Linked DNA regions of Ovis aries: region 1 is linked to region 2. A link is a contact called in public Hi-C data. All regions are on one chromosome and are shown on one strand. Each heading gives the region's core, a stretch centred on a gene start, on an enhancer-like site or on the middle of the called end of the contact. The rest is flanking DNA. Distances are from core to core; before and after follow the strand shown.

Region 1 (4,435 bases), core at 726-3,225, 59 kb after region 2:
GGTCACACAGTGTTCTTTCACTGCCTCAGAAATCCTCTATGCTCCACCTAGTCATCCCTCCCTTTCTTCTCCACCCATTTTTGATCAAAATAATTTTCCAAGACTTCAGCTTTATGAGTTTTCTAAAATTGTTTTTCTTAAGAATATGCCTGGTTGACCCTTTTTTCTTTCTCATCTTCCTTTCCACTGCTTTCTCCTACTTTGTAAAAAAAAAAAAAAAAAAAAAAAGGTTATCTCTAACCCATCTTAAGTTTTTACTACGGTGCAACAGGCACAATTTAAGAGTGCGTAGTTCCTGAGAGATAGAGCTCTGATAGTCAATATGGCATTAATGGGAATGATTAGAGGGGGAAGCGTCTTCCCAGTGATATTCAGAGGGTGACCATCCATGGATGGGTGACTTTAGCATCTCCTAGGGGCTTGTTAGGTGTGAAAACTGACAGTTCCACTCCAGACTTGCTGGGTCAGACTCTCTGAAAGGTAGGGACCAAAAAACTCGTAGTAACACCAAGCCTTCCAAGTGACTCCTAAACATGCTAGAGTTTTAGAAGCATCAACTGGTTAAAAAAAAAAAAAAAAAACCCTCAGCAAAGTTCCAGAACATCTGTCTGAATTGAGAAGATGGTTGGTACAAAGACAGAAGTTAACATTTTTATTTGAAATAAAGTCAGAATTTTTCTGACACAAACCAAGTATGATTTGGCTTACTGGCTTGCCCAAGGACAATGGCTTTGTCACGCAGTTGATAATTCTACATATGGAATGAGTTATGTTTGTAATCAAAGGTTTAAAAAACTCTACAGGAACCCACATATATGGTTGTAATTTCTTATTTTAAAAAAATCTTTATTTTTAAAGGATTATTTTTTACCTTTCTGATTTTTGTCTCTGCTGGGTCATTGCTGTGGGGGCTTTTCTCTAGTTGCAGTAAGTGGAGGCCACTCTCTAGTTGGTGCACAAGCTCTACGGTTTGCCGGCTTCAGCAGCTGCACTTCTCTGGCGGTAGAGCACAAGCTCACTAGTTGTGGCACATGGGGAACTTCAGCATTGGCAGGCTGATTCTTTACCACTGAGCCACCAGGGAAGCTCTTAAAAGTGGTGTTTTGTTTTTGTTTTTGTTTTTTTTTCCCCTCTTTGATGTGGACCATTTTTAAAGTCTTTACTGAATGTGTTACAATATTGCTTCTATTTTATGTTTTGGCTTTTTGACCGCAAGGCATGTGGGATCTTCGTTCCCTAACCAGGGATCAAACCCACAGCCCCTACATTGGAAGGTGAAGTCTTAACCACTGGACCGCCAGGGAAGACCCATGTATGGTTGTAATTTAGGGGCAAGGGGAGCCTGAAATACAGCCGCAATTACAGGCTAGCTCTGCTCCTCAACCAGAGGGAGGGGCATGTTTTCTCTGCACAGAGGGAGGGTCCCTAGAAAACTGCCCATTCCGCTTCCCCCCACCCCCACCAGGCACCCCTTTTCTCAATCTGCACAAAGGTACCAGAAAGGCTAACAATAGCCCTGAAACCCATCGAGACAGCAGAAACTAATCCCGGAAAGTAATTAAAACATTTTAGATATCAACTTAAAAATGAGTGTGTGTGAGGGGGAGGGGTAGATGGGGGGGGCAGGGGACAGGTTGTATAGTTTTTCAAAATTATTTTCTGAGTAAACAAGCCAAAACGGAGATTACTGTATCTGTCTCTCCTTCCATGTTGCTCGGGCGCACACACCCCTGCCCAAGTCTCTGCCTTTCTCTGATTCTTATATCACATCAAAGCCCATCCGTTCCTTTAACCTTCTGCCTGATCTTTCGCCTAAGCGTTCTCAAGTTTATTCTTTTCTTTTGCGGGCGCTGCCAATTCACTTCTAGGACCACACACTCGAGCCTGACTAAATACACCAACCCATCATTAGCTCATCTCGGCTGGATTCTCATTTCCACCTCCTGTAAACCCACAAGAGCAGGGAGGGTGCCCCAAAGGCACACACTGCCACCTAGCGGCCGACGGTTTACCAGGCGACTGGGGCGACCCCGGGCGTTTGGCAGGGGCACCAGGGCGGAACCGCCAGCGTTAGCTCCCTCCGCTGGGGTCATGGCCTTATCTCTGTTCGGAAACATCTTTCCACGTCTTTTTCTCTCAAAATTCATTCCATCTTTCAAAGTCCAGCGTAAACGTCATTTCTTTTTTTTGATCTTCCAAGGAAGAGGACCCCACTCCTCTACAAGTCTCAGCGTGGGTTCAGCTGTTTCACTGGAAGGCCTGGAGAGCCACACTGCCTAATCCCAACTCTTTCTCTTCCTCTAGTCCTTCAAAGACTCGGGGCCTCTGAAGTGTGTGCCATCAGGATATTGCAGTCTGTGATCCCCTGGGCCACTTCCCTTCATTCCCTGGAAATCTGAAAACCTGACTCATTCTCCTGGTTACACAACGCCTGCTGTCATCATTCCTAGCGGCTGCGTCATCCCTGGAAACAGTTCAGCCCTGTGTTGGCCTCAGTTCCTTGTCCGCTCATTTCCAATCATCCTATTTTCCAGTCCACCTCGCACTCATTTTCATGGTGACACCCTAGCCTGAGTCATTAAAAATAAATGCTTTTCTTCCCAAACCTCTGTTTCTTGAATCTCACACTGATCATGGCCTCTCCAACAATTTTTTTTTTTTTTTAATGTGGACCATTTTTAAAGTCTTTCTTGAAATTGATAGTGCTTCTGATCTCGTGTTTTGGCCATGAGGCATGTGGGATCTTATTAGCTCCCTGATCAAACCCGCACCCCCTGCTTTGAAAGGCAGTTTTAACCACTGGATGGTCAGGGAATTCTCCTTTAACCATTTCTTAATAGGAGCAGGATCTCTAAGTTATTAACTCTATTAAATTTTCACTTCATCACCCTTCTATTTTTACTTTCCATATCCCCTAACTTAAATGGTTAGATTCATCACTATAAGCACTACTTTGCAAAAACTTGCAACTCCTTAACACTTTTCTCCCTCCTGTTATATTCCTGGGTAAAACCCCAACCCTTGGTTAAATCCAACTCTAGTTACTCTGCTTGCTTGCATTCACTAACTAAATAAATATAACTGGAGAAAAACCTGCAACCATGCTAACTGGTATCACATTGAATTAGATGATAATCTCAAGTGAGCTCTCGGAACTGCTCTGCAAAGCTTTATTTTCCCAAATTCACTCCCTATTGTATAACAATTTCACACCTTTTCCTCCCACCTCAAATTTCCAAGATCTCCTTGTCCTTTTTCACACTGAGTTGATAATCTCATTTCTTATTTCTTTGAAAAACGAAAGAAATTTCTCACCATTCTAATTCATTATCAAATCTACCTGAATCAGTATCCACACTCTCAGCTTGCTTCTTGTTGAAATGGATGAACTGTCTCCTGCTCCCCGGCTCAGGAAGATCCCCTGGAGAAGGAAATGGCAACCCACTCCAGTATTCTTGCCTGGAGAATCCCATGCACAGAGGAGCCTGGGGGGCTACAGTCTGTGGAGTCGCACAGAGTGGGACACGACTGAGCGACTGGACAACAACCACCCATCGGCTAAGGCTGGTCCCTCCACCACAGAACTGACTCCTTTCCCTCTCACCTTACTCAAGAATTTCATCCTAAACACATTTCCCTTATATCATCTCATTTCCCTTTCTACTAGATCAATACCATCATATCCCTTAACAACACTCTCCTTTAGATAAAGACAGACTTCAAAAAAGTAGATGCTTCTGAGAAGGTGAGATGTTGGCAGACTCTTACAATACATACGAGATTCTATTTCTCAAGCAGGGTGGGTATCAAGGTGTCCATTTTAAAGATTCTTGCCTTTTTCATAAAGATGGTGCTGAAAGCGAGGGAAGCGGTGCTGAAAGACATCTACATCTGCCTCTGAAGGCAGCCCAACACCCCTGGAAGAGCACTCCCAGGAGGAGGAGGCCTGACCCTGTGCCACCATCAAGGCCTGCTGACCTGGGTGATCCATGAAGAAGACAACAATATACTTGTGTTCACTCTGGGGTCAAGGCCAACAAGCACCAGATCAAATAGGCATGTCATGGCCAAGGTCAACATTGTGATCAGGTCTGATGGAGAGAAGTCCAACTGGCTCTTGACTGTGATGCTTTGGAGGGTGCTAACAAAGTTAGGAGAAGGAAATGGCAACCCACTCCAGTGTTCTTGCCTGGAGAATCCCAGGGACGGGGGAGCCTGGTGGGCTGCCATCTATGGGGTTGCACTGAAGCAACTTAGCAGCAGCAACAAAATTAGGATCATCTGAACCCAACTCCACCTGGTTAATTCTCAATATAAATTGACCGTATAAAATTCTTATCATACATTCCTTCATAGTAATGACAGAAATAATTATTTTCTGGACCTTAAGTTCCTTTTCAAGACAAGCGCCCTGCATCTGTGCTCCCTTTAAAGT
Region 2 (4,536 bases), core at 1,517-4,016:
GGGTGTTTCTGACCGTTCTTCCAAAGTGTAATTGAGAAAGTCTTTTATGATCTGCCAATTAAAATGGGTGGTGGGAGAAAAGACCATTATAGTTGGATGAGAAAAGATACAAACACTCAGGATCTTCCCCTCCCTAAGAGAACTGTGTTCCAGTTACTTTCTAGGTAGAGCGTCGAGGGAATAAATAGATGGCAATGGAAAAGACAGGTAACACTGGAATTCATGTTACTAAATCTGAATAACTTAGTTGTCCTGAAAATGCCAGTAGGTAGTAGTACTGATGTACTTCTGTTCAGGGATGATTTCACACCGCACCCCTGCACCCCGACTTTGTAACTAACCTCTAGGGGACAATAAGGGAAGTGTGTCACCAGAGGGTGAGAGGATGAATGGGCCCAGTCCAGGGTGCAGGGAGCCCCTGCCCTGAGCCTCTTGCTTTGATCAATGATTCAATTAGATCCCCACCAATATCATGCCCCATCTCAGTCTTAGCCAAGTGAGCTACCAAGTCTGTCTAAGCATGATAATTCTGGAAACCCTACCTAAAGGAATACTTTCCCCATTCCAAACTCAAAACTCTTGTTGCCTGGCACTCACCGCCTCAGGAGCATTGATGACTCCAGTGTTGTAGCCAAACTGGAAAGAGCCTATGGTAGCAATCGAGATGGCGAAGATCAGAGGTGTGGTGACCTGCGGGGAGGGTAGAGAAGAACATTCCTTAAAATTCTTGATCCATGACTGGCTCTTATTAAGGAGAACGCACCATGAGATTTTTGCACCTTGTTTTATGCCCCGGATACGTTCCAGTGCCTCCCAGTTTACAGTCTCTGGGAACTTGAATTTGTATTCTGCTGTTATCTGAAAATTGTGTAAATCTTCATTAGGTTGAACTGGTTCATAGTGCTTTTCAGGTCTACCACATTCTTTTACTTTTCTGTATATTCATTCTATTAATTTTTGAGTTTGATATTGAAAACTCCAACTAAAAATCTTGATATATCTACTGAAAAAAATTTTAATATATATGTAACTTTGTTCTGTATTTTCCAAGTCTCCTGTAAATGTGTTATTATACTTTCATAATTTAAAAAAGAGAAATACCATGAAGATAAAATTTAAAAAAAGAAAATTAAAAAACAAGAGATTAATGTACTAGAACTCAGCTGGTTGGTAGTATGAAAACAACAACTTAACCGTTTAGGTAGTGAATAAGGAACACAAAAGAACTGAAGAGCTTATCTGGTGATATAGATGATCATGAAGAGTAAACCTGGGGAAATTCTGGAAAGAAAATTTTGGAAGGGACAAGTTAGGAGAACTGGGTTAGTCCGTTTGTCAGTATTCAAACAGCAGCCCCAGGTAAATAAATCCCCAGGCAAGCACAGAATTGTGCTCAGGGATAGAAAAAACTGAGGGCAGACAGCAAAGCCTTAGGATTGTTCTTAGAACAGATTATTCCGCGACCAGCTAGAGCCAGTGTAGGCTCACCCGTACCCCAAATTCCACAAAAGCACGAGTGGTACTGATGTGTCGTCATCACCAGGCTGCTCGCAACTCTGGGTCCCAGAATGTGCAGGATCCGCCCGCCGTACCACCGTACCCTTCCTTGGTCCCATCTGAAATTCTTCCCGTTCCCTTAAAGAGGTACTGCTATCCCCCACCCACCCACCAGGGGGCGAGAACAAGCTGACTCCCAATCCAAAATGGAGACATTTTGTGAGGGGGCTGTGCTGAAACCAACCCAGTCATCACTCACCTTGTCGGGGATAATTCTAGTAGGTGTGATCTTAATTTCCACCCCAAGAGAGCTCAGTTTTTATGCCTGAGAGCTCCCCGCCCCCGCCAACCCTTTCTCATCTTAAACTCCTTCCCTATCAAGTCAGGCAGTGGCAGGCCTCGAGTTAACAGTTCCCCAAATTGACCTTGCCTCCACCGGCATCTAAGTACCCCCGAGGCCAGCGGGGGCAGCGCTTTCTATTTCATTCACTCCTTTTAGTAGAAACCTCTTATTTTCTCTCATCATTTAACTCCTGAGGGCCTTCCTACTTTTTCATCCCTTCTCCCATCTTTTATTTTCAGATAAATTACCTTAGTGAAAATGCCCTTCTCCCAGCAAATACCGCATCCACAACACTCAATAATAAATATACTGTGCGGTTACAATCATGGAATTCTCTCTCCTTAGGTAATTCAGGGAATCCCACAAGTCATAGAACAGATGATGGCTGGACACCGACCCGGCACCCCCAAAACAAACCTCAGGTCTTTTCAAGGTCTAAAGCATCAACACCACCATACGCCCCCGATCCCCTGAACGCTCAACTTCACATCCTCAAAAGCATGTAATTGTATTAAAGAAAACACAAACACACACACCCATGTGTGTAATACAAACAACTTCTCCAGGTGACTTTTCCCACACCAAGAAGGTGAATGGAACTGGGATAAATCCTTCATAGGACATGACATCCGAAAAGAATTGTGTAAGTGCGGCACTGCAGGCTGGGAGAGCAATGGGAAAGGCTTCCAGATTGCTAGGTGACTCCGCGGAACAGAGCTCAGCCAACGCCGGTATAGCTTGCCTTTCCGAGTGCAACCCAAGCCGGCAAAAATAACCGGTAACCGTATCGCTCTTACCTTCGTGGTCCCCATGGCCCTAATTTAATTCTTTTCAAATCTTCGATAAAGATCTAGGAGTGGGACTCCAGAGACCCCTCTTCCAGGCAGCAAAACCTCCAAAATGTCCTCTATCGGCGGCAAGTTTTCCTCCAGGTCCTCAGTAGCGGAGCCTATATCTCATGCGCCTATATAAGCTTCGGAGAGGGCGGAGCCCGGGAGACAAGCCCCCAGCCCCACCCTACCCGCCTCCAATCTTTGGAGCTCCTCGTAAGTGTAGACCTCAAACACTGCCCCCTCCCTAGGCAACACCCCCCAACCCACCCTTCAAGCCTGCTTTGGAAAACCACATCCTGCCCCCACCCTACTTCATTTTTTTTTTTTAAAGCTTCTCCTCCTTCCCCGTTTTAAGAGCACGTTTCACAGACAAAATGCTACCAGAAAAACCCTGGAGGGAGGGCAGATACACTTTATTTTTTGCTCTCGCAAGGGCTCAGAATTGAATCAATCCGTAAAAAGGTGAGAATAAAGGCTATCCATATTCGGCAAAGGTCGCTGGATGTGAACAGAAAACATTCATAATCCTATGACTTTATCAGCTGCTCTTTGATTGCAGGCTGTGTCTACAATCTTGGAGGGGAGGGAAGGACAGTCTGGAGAAGGAAAGCCAAAGAAGGAAGAATTGGAAGAGCTTTTGGCTCCACTTGCCCTCTGACTTAGCATAGTCTCTCCTGGGGGAAAACCTGAATATCCAGGAGCCAAACCAATTCTTCCTGGGTTCCAGGAAGCAGAGAATCAGCTGGCCTGGGACACAATCCACACTCCTGAAAATGTTGTTCACCAGCTTCCCACCCAGCTGAATCCCACCCACTCTGCAGTGTTTTGCCCCTAGTCCCATGTTGACAGCATCTAGAGAGAGAACAGCTGTAAGGTTCCATTAAACAGGTATTTTATTTGCAGAGCACAAACTGTGTATCAGAAAGAAGTTGGGGATTCATCAGTAGAGAAGATCAAAAAATCCAGGCCCTCAGGAATCGACGGTGCTCCCCTTCTTCCACTTCAAACATTCAAGAGGGACCAGGGCAACTGCTTCTTACACAGCTGGAGAGAACTGCCAACATCCTATTCCTTCTAGGCTGTGAGAGAAAAGCATGAGATACACATCTGATTTCCAAGCCATACAAGAGAAGTGAGCAAGATGAGGAGGAAAAAGATAGAAGGAAAATGAGAGCAGAGGAAGATGAAGGAAAATAAAAGGCCAGTGAAGTGACTCCCATGTGAGAGTAAAGGAAGGGGGGCAGTTTAGTTGTAGTTAAAGAGTTGGGTGAGCAATTATGTCAGGCCTTTATGGTGGGAAATTATCAATAGTCAAGTTCCCAATGCCTATTAATCTGTAGCCTAGCAACCCCAGCCGGGGGAAGAGGGGCAGAAACAGGTGAAGAGGTAGAATTTGGCTGGAGGAGTCACTGCTGATAGTGTATCTTCCTTTGGGGTTTTGGTTGGGCACCTGGAATCCAAACTGGCACTACGGGGCCTGAAACAAACCACCTCATGTGGTCTGTCCTTAAATGAGGATTAAAAAAAAAAAACAACTGAAGTATGATTGACTGACATTTTTATATTAGTTTTAGGTGTACAACATACTGATTCGGTATTTTTTATTATTTTGGGGGGATAAAAGTTTTTTGGTTTTATCTTTTTAAACTTTTTCTTCTGTCTTGGAGTATAGCCGATTAACAATGTTGTGATAGTTTCAGGTGGACAGAGAAGAGAGCTCAGTCACACCTGGTTTGATATTTATATACGTTACAAAATTATCACCACTAAATGAAGGCATTATTCAGTCTGGCTGTTAGCGGAGAAAACTGGCGATGAGTGAAACGTGACTTCCAAAAAAACCTTCCCATGAGTCCTGCCTCC

The links. A called contact is a pair of places that touch in the nucleus more often than the background predicts.
Region 1: a Hi-C map of liver shows a contact between it and region 2, with 4 times the contacts expected there. The contact joins the enhancer-like site here to the promoter of SLC2A3 in region 2. A contact is called at or near these places in 10 of 16 Hi-C or Micro-C datasets (blood, hypothalamus, liver and 4 more).

The regions. Positions count from the first base shown.
Region 1 is chr3:207,117,871-207,122,305 of ARS-UI_Ramb_v3.0, forward strand. No RefSeq gene overlaps it. Among named protein-coding and RNA genes, the nearest start is that of FOXJ2, 29 kb to the right of the region's middle. Within about 2 kb of position 1,976, at least 39 of the 54 cell types and tissues checked have an H3K27ac peak or open chromatin away from gene starts, as enhancers often do. A contact at or near this core is called in hypothalamus, liver, muscle and 1 more, where this site is marked.
Region 2 is chr3:207,058,175-207,062,710 of ARS-UI_Ramb_v3.0, forward strand. SLC2A3 (solute carrier family 2 member 3) reads right to left here and starts at 2,767. Exons shown (of 10, transcript NM_001009770.1): 1 at 2,638-2,767; 2 at 598-690; 3 at 1-51. The coding sequence starts at 2,652.